Linked DNA regions of Danio rerio: region 2 is linked to region 1. The links are chromatin contacts, called in public Micro-C maps. All regions are on one chromosome and are shown on one strand. The core of a region is the stretch at or near the end of the contact, and the rest is flanking DNA. Distances in the headings are between cores, read along the strand shown. Region 1 holds the start of dna2 (DNA replication helicase/nuclease 2). Region 2 holds the start of rufy2 (RUN and FYVE domain containing 2).

The links. A called contact is a pair of places that touch in the nucleus more often than the background predicts.
Region 2: a Micro-C map of caudal fin shows a contact between it and region 1, with 5 times the contacts expected there. The contact joins the promoter of rufy2 here to the promoter of dna2 in region 1. A contact is called at or near these places in 1 of 18 Hi-C or Micro-C datasets (caudal fin) and 1 of 4 datasets of contacts at active chromatin or transcription factors (embryo).

Annotation. Positions count from the first base shown.
Region 1 is chr13:25,973,441-25,976,941 of GRCz12tu, reverse strand. dna2 (DNA replication helicase/nuclease 2) reads right to left here and starts at 1,461. Exons shown (of 23, transcript XM_682882.10): 1 at 1,182-1,461; 2 at 1,036-1,083. The coding sequence starts at 1,211. LOC137490477 (tripartite motif-containing protein 72-like) reads left to right here and starts at 3,460. Exons shown (of 6, transcript XM_073920874.1): 1 at 3,460-3,501. The coding sequence starts at 3,500.
Region 2 is chr13:26,070,593-26,074,195 of GRCz12tu, reverse strand. rufy2 (RUN and FYVE domain containing 2) reads left to right here and starts at 1,717. Exons shown (of 19, transcript NM_001105681.2): 1 at 1,717-1,754; 2 at 2,243-2,361. The coding sequence starts at 2,286.

The DNA of each region.
Region 1 (3,501 bases), core at 212-2,711:
TGAAATGAATGCATTTTAAAACCTTGAACTAACCTAGTGTTTAAAATAAACTGCCATTTGTAAAATATGAAAATAGCACCAGACTCTCCAATTACTCTAATAAATGCTGTTTCTAAAAAAATAAATAATAATAAAAAGTACATTTATTTTTATTAAAAAACAAACAAAAAAAAAACAGCCCTTTCTTTCAAAAAGCTTTAAAAAATGTCTTGTGTTTAAGCATGGGCCGGATTAAGATAACGGTTTGATAATAAATATCTGTTAATAAAAAATATCATGGTTTCACGGTATTGTGATTACCGCTCTAAAATATGTTCTTTTTAAATGTCTGGGTAAAAAAATAATAATAATTTTCCCCCTTTGAACACAACATATTTTATTTTGAGAAACATTTAAAATATTTTGGGATAGTGAACATATCTGTCTAGGCATCGGACGCTAACCGTTTTCAATATTACTGTGGTTTGGAAAATTCAAGGTTTTAAAACAGCGAACATTTTCTGTAATACCGTTCCTAAGTATCTGTAAGATTTTTTATTTACATTTTTGTTTTTTATGACAACAGTATCTCTAGCAGAAAAAATATCCAAAGATGCCATTTTAAATTGTACAGAAATCTTTGTTTTTGAAACAAATGAAGACAGCAGAAGTCAATGACTCATTTTAATTATATGGTCTGACATGTTTACTGCTCCAAAATATCATAAATCTTTCGAAAAAAAAAAAAAAAAAAAGAATATATTGAATTTAAAGGGGAAAAAGGTTTTGTTTTTTACCAAGAAATTTAAAAAGAATATATTTTGGAGCAATAATTACAATACCGGGATACTGACTGTTAAACGTTTTTTTCATAAATAAAATGTAAGGAAAGTGAATTGTGATCAGAGCTATCGGTCTCTAACCTTCAAACATCCTTTTGTGCTGTACAGAATAAACAGTCATTGAAGTATGAAACAACATAAGTGTGAGTAAATAATGATGACGTATCATCATTTAAATGTTTAGGTGAACTGTCCCTGTCAGTCGTGTCCTTACCTTTGAGAGGAAAAAGGAAGAAATGTTTGATTGAACTCCACTGACCATCTAAGATTAAAAGGAAGATGTTAGTTAAGGCAACCCGATTTTCACAACTTAAAAACATCTAACAATATAGCAGCAAACGAACTGAATTAAATACTCACAGATGATCGGCTGGATTTGCACTTCATCATTGTAGACGTATGTGAATAAAACGACTGAAGGCGTTTTGTTCTTTGCAGAAAAGCATAACACTCATTCAAAAACTTTAAGCATCTCACACCACTGTAAAGCTGCTCTAAAAGATGAACTTCGTCCAGAAACTGATGACGTTATTCTTACAGCCAGACGGACATCTGAACGTAACTGTTACTTTCACATGAATTAAATGCAATTGCTGGCGTAAATAACGTTTGATTCATCTGTGCAGTGAAACAGATTCCCGCGTAGAATTAATAAACATCACATGATAAGCAACTTCTTCTTCGTTGTTTCTTGTTTGCGGAACTTCCAACGCCATTGCAGATACACTGCCACCCAGTGACAGTCCTATCAGTCAGTCGAGTCGTTTTGCAGTGATCATTATATCATACATAAACAACAAAACCAACAATTATATCGTTGTTGTTTTTTGTAACGAGAGATAAATTTATGATTACCAAGACAACAAACAAACGCTTATTCATGAGGCTCGTTGTTGAAAGCTAACATGTTTTGCTAGCATTTGTTTGGTTTTGTCAAAATTTTGTACACATAAAAAGAAAAAAAAATTAAATAATGTCTACTTTAGTGTTTTATAACGTTTGTGAAAATAATGCAACAATTCAGCTGGCATAAATATATAATATAGGCCTATTTATTATAGGTTGTGCATAAAAATGAAACAACATAGATTTAAACTTGACTCGGTATCTATCATCTTTTCAGTATCGAACACTCTTGGCATGGAAAGCATTACAGTGATGTTACTAACTCCATTGAGTGCATTGTGTCTGACATTGCATCTCTGAGGGATGCAATCTCAGCTTGCATCATAAAGGCTGCATCCAGATGCTGTTAAAAGTATTTGAATCTCTCCTATACTCCTTCCTTAAAATCTCCTATTTCGAATCTCGAGCTACCCCCTATTCAGAACATTGGTTTCCTTTTATGGAAACAGGGATTTTGGAATTGGATTAATCAACAAATTTAATCAGATATTTAACAACAGGAGGCTGAAATCATTTCAGTTATTAAAACAGGAATTTAATTTCCCAAATAACAACTTCTATAATTTTTTGCGACATTTTCTAGAACCGTCTCTTAAGGATGGCAGGATAAGACTTGATCTTTTTGACATGCTAAAACAATTGAAAAAGAAGAAGACAATTTTTTTTTTGCTTTTTTTATTTTGCTTAATGTTATCCAATGTATTGGGCAATTTTGTGGAACTAATTTTAGTGAAGAAAATGGCTTTTGATCTGCTCTGGCATATTTGTTAATAAAAAAATTAATCAGATTGCTATTTAGAAAAACCGACTTATGACTTGCGTCAGAAATCGAATGATTTCTGGCATAACTGGAATCCGCTATGGGAGTTTTTGGAGAATGTTTAATAAAAAACTGTTTTTATTTATTTATATATATTTATTATTTAATTTATGGATTTTTGGTCAATTTTACTCTTTAGAAAATACTTCAATTACAAGCCTATGGCTATATTATTATATATGATGACATGAGACACCTATACCACTGTTCCGTCAGTGCAAATCTTTAACTAAATGTTTAAAAAAGAAAAAATTCAATGAAAAAATAAACAACATATATGGTTATATATTTAACCATATATCTATAGATTAACAATTATATATTATTTTGTGGCTGTACTGTGATTCGTTTTAACATGTCATCAAATGGTTCTTGCTTATAAATATTTAGCCAACATTTTAATGTATGTCAAGTGAAATGTATAATAGTCTTAATCATTAATTTAGTTTCACACAACAAACAAAAAATAGGCAGGACATGTTTTAAAGAATGGAGGGAAAATGGTTTTGATGCCTGAAAAATTATTTCCATCTTGGACTCCAAGGATGTCAGTCTGTTTTGAAAACTGATTTTTAAACTGATTTTCAACTTGTTAGTGCTTTACAGATGTGAGAGACTTTAATAAAAAAAATACAACAGTACATTATGCCATGTAAAGTAATCAGTAATAAAAAGGTGTATTTAAACAAACTATTTAATGATGCACATTAGCAACACAACCACAGTTAAATAAAAAATTACACTCAAATCTTCTAAATATTAAATTACAAATAAACTGTTATATGCTATCTAACTTGAACATTTTAACTTAGAGCTGTAATGCAGCATCAGCCAGCTATTTTAAAATGTTTCATATGCTGTTGTTGCATTAATAGACATGCACAGCTTATTGTAACTGAATACCCTCATAACAAAATGGCAATGAAATCTGAGTCTCATCTTTGAAATATTGAT
Region 2 (3,603 bases), core at 468-2,967, 97 kb before region 1:
TAGTGGTCAACGATGACCTTCACTTGTCTAGATGTAGTCGTACAACATTTCTTCCTATGTAACACACCCTATGATTACTTGATATGCAATATAATATTTTTGTTTGTTCTTATGAGCCATGAGTATAAGCCTGGATTATTTTTATACAATGAACAAGCGGTATCTGCCACATCTCAGCATAAGCTTTGAGGCTAATAATTATTTTGTTTGCATGAAAGGTGCAGACAGGTTCATTCAATTCACCTTGATGAAATCTTCGAAATCAGATGAAAGCTTGCCCTCTCATAACAACCTACTACTTTTGCTTCATTCTTCAAAGAAGACCACAATTAAAAACCACTCGTAAAGACTTCAATCAAGCCTCAAGCACACATTATTTTAATTTGTAGACTGAAGTAGTAAAGAAAAAATTATGTTAATTATAAATAATGATTTTTATGAACACTGAAGCATAAGATTGACCCAGTGGGTCATACCATCTGACCTTTCCTACTTCAAGTTCAGAGTAGTTAAAATAAAAACAGTACGCTCACCATTTATTTACCTTTACATAGTTCTTTATGTGTTTTCTTTTTTCTGTTGAACACAAAATTTGATATTTTGACAAATGTTAGACTTGTTACTATTGACTTGCATATAAGAAAAACAAATAGGCCTACCATGCATTTCAAAGTTTCCAACACTTTCCAAAAATAATTTATTGCGTTCAACAAAGCTCAAACACGTTTGGGACAAGTGATGGATGAGTAAATGATGACAGAAATTTCAGTTTTTTAATATAATATTGCAAAATCCACTTTTTGGAGAACACCGCCATCTCCTGGTTAAAGATACAGCATAGTGGGTGTTTTAGTACTTTATTAAGTCACTGAATTTTATTTTTTTTTCTAAACAGAGCCTATACCCTTATTCTTTAAAGTAAAATTAAGCTCATCAACACTGAATTTCTTTAATTGAAAGTAAAAACAGTAATGTAGAGTAATACAATAGGTTAATAAAATATAATCATATAATAATATATTAAATAATGATAACTATTTCGAATATACCAATAAATAAAACACGTTTATAATAAATCATTTTGTAATTATTGCAAAGATAACATTTCAACATGATTAAGCCATCCTCAGTGGCACACCATCCTTCAGAAATAATTATAATATGCTGAATGTGTTGCTTAATAAACATTTTTTGTCATAATAATTACTATCAATAATACAGACGTTCTGCTTAATAATTTTGAGGACACCATAATACATTATTTAGGACTCTTTTTTCCATATAGCCCATTCAAAACATCAGAACTACTTGAAATACACTTGAATGCCATTTCAGTGCAACATATTTTACATTCACTTTTCTATTATTATTTTATTTTGAAGTGAGTCTGCACTTCCACAATAGCATCACGCAAAATGTGCTAAAAAGCATTGTGTCTATTAATATTAGTCATGTCCCTGCATCCCTTTCCTCATTCCTAGCAGTGAATGCAGTATCATTCAGAATCCCACTTCCTCATCAGCCTGCAGCTCGTCTCTCATTGGCTGACCACTGTACCCAAACACCCCGCCCCCTCTGTGGCTCCGCCTCCCCTGCCCTGCACCCAGCGCACTCAGCTGTTCCATCGAGAGACATCTCCTCCCCACTGGCTGCTAATGCAGCAAATGGAGCTGCTCCACTAACAGACATTGGTCAGATCTCTACACCTAGAAGTACCAGAACAACACCAGCACAGGGTGTGGGTTTAACTGGGGGTAAGTGTATATTATATTGCTTAACATCATTCAGAGATTTACATTTTAAAGCAGAAGTGATTGGTTGCTCAACTAATAGGATAAAGCATTGATGTTTGTGCTGTGGTTAGAAGATCTAGATGTTTACTTTACTGCACTGAAGTCTTAGGGAGTGTTGAGTCTATACAGACTGAATGTGTATGTGCAAATCCTCCCATGTGAGGCAGGGACAGTGGTGCAGGAAATCAGAGTCATATGATAGCCAGACATTGAGAGCAGATCAGCAGAAAAACAACAGAAACGTGTTGAGGTTGTGACTGAGTTCAGCTAAGAGCTGGATTTAGGTCAGCGATTTTTAAGCAGCTGTGTGAACGTTAGCTTTTATTTTATATCTGAATATGAATGTTTATACTGATTATTGGTTCTTCTGTTAAACAGAAAGGATTGCATTTGATGTGACTTATTCATTGGGTATAAAGTGTTGTATGTCTGTGTTCACTGAAAAACAGGTTCATTCATTTAGACCCTGAAGGGGGTTTTGGAGTGGCAGTCATGTATTCCCCTCAGAGTCTTCACCGATGGGGCATCACACATAGTGAAAGTATGGAGCGTTTGGCCTACAGTCAAGGTAAGCTTTCACAAATCTAAAATATTAAGTTCAAATACACAATGTGGAACTGCAGACCTATGCTTTTGTAGCTAGAACAGAGTGGTGGTGACACCCATAGTCTATGAGGAGAATAATGCAGACTCGGCACCATCGAGCTGGTTGTGAGCTGAGGCTGTTGATGTTTGAATTCCTACTGTTTGTTTTGAGTCTTTATTACTCACTCTGATGTTGTCTTCTTTATTTTTCTGTGATATAAATGAAGAAGGTTGCATGCATTCATTATCAGCATTATGCTTTAAGAAATGCTTTATCCAATAAAATGCACATACCGTATTAGGCCCAAGTGATGCACACACCGTAGGGGTTAGGAAAATCTTTCCAATATTGTTGTAAAATCTGTTTGAAATTGTGTTAACAAAAAGGTGGCTGGTTTCCGATGGTTTGCTGGTTCTAGTCCCAGCTGGGACAGGAGGCTACTTAATTGAGTAAACAAAATTGGCTGTATACGTATATACTAAAGTCTATAGGTGTGTGTACATGTGAGAGTGTATGGGTGTTTCCCAGTACTGGGAAGGGCATCCACCGCATAAAAAATATGTCAGTAGTTGTTTTGTTTTGCTGTGGTGACTTGATAAATCAGGAATTAAACTGGAGTATATCGAGTGAGTGAGTGTTCACAAAACCTTGATCTCCACCATTGGTCTTTGTGCACAATTGTGCGTTAAGGCGTAAATGCAACAATTATTTAGTGCAAAGCCAAAGACCTTGTGAGAAAACAACATTAGTAGAAATGTGAGGCAAATATACCTGTTGTGTACATCAGAAAAGCAAGTTATCAGATTCATATTATTGTCACTGTCAACTGGAGATAAACGTATAAACTAATTTAAACATTAATGTTATACAAATTTGTGTGCATTGGGCAAAGCAAAATGAACTGCAATACTAAGGAGACATGCACAAGCACAAAAAGTGTTTTCCACCAAACTCTTGTATATCCTAGAACATGACACCCTTTTGTGATACTGTTGCTTCTTCTTTTTCCAAAGCTTAACGCTATTCTATCATAGACTCGTGAGAATGATAAGATTTACTAAAATTATTTTGTGGTCAGAAACTAAGGCATACAGTACAGCAATAAAATGCACATGTGAGTAATTAATGACTAAAATGAAAATTTGCTCTTCAATGTTCAGACATATTTACTTTTGTTTTGTTGTTCAATCATCATTGACAAAATCCATTCGTTTCTATTGGAAT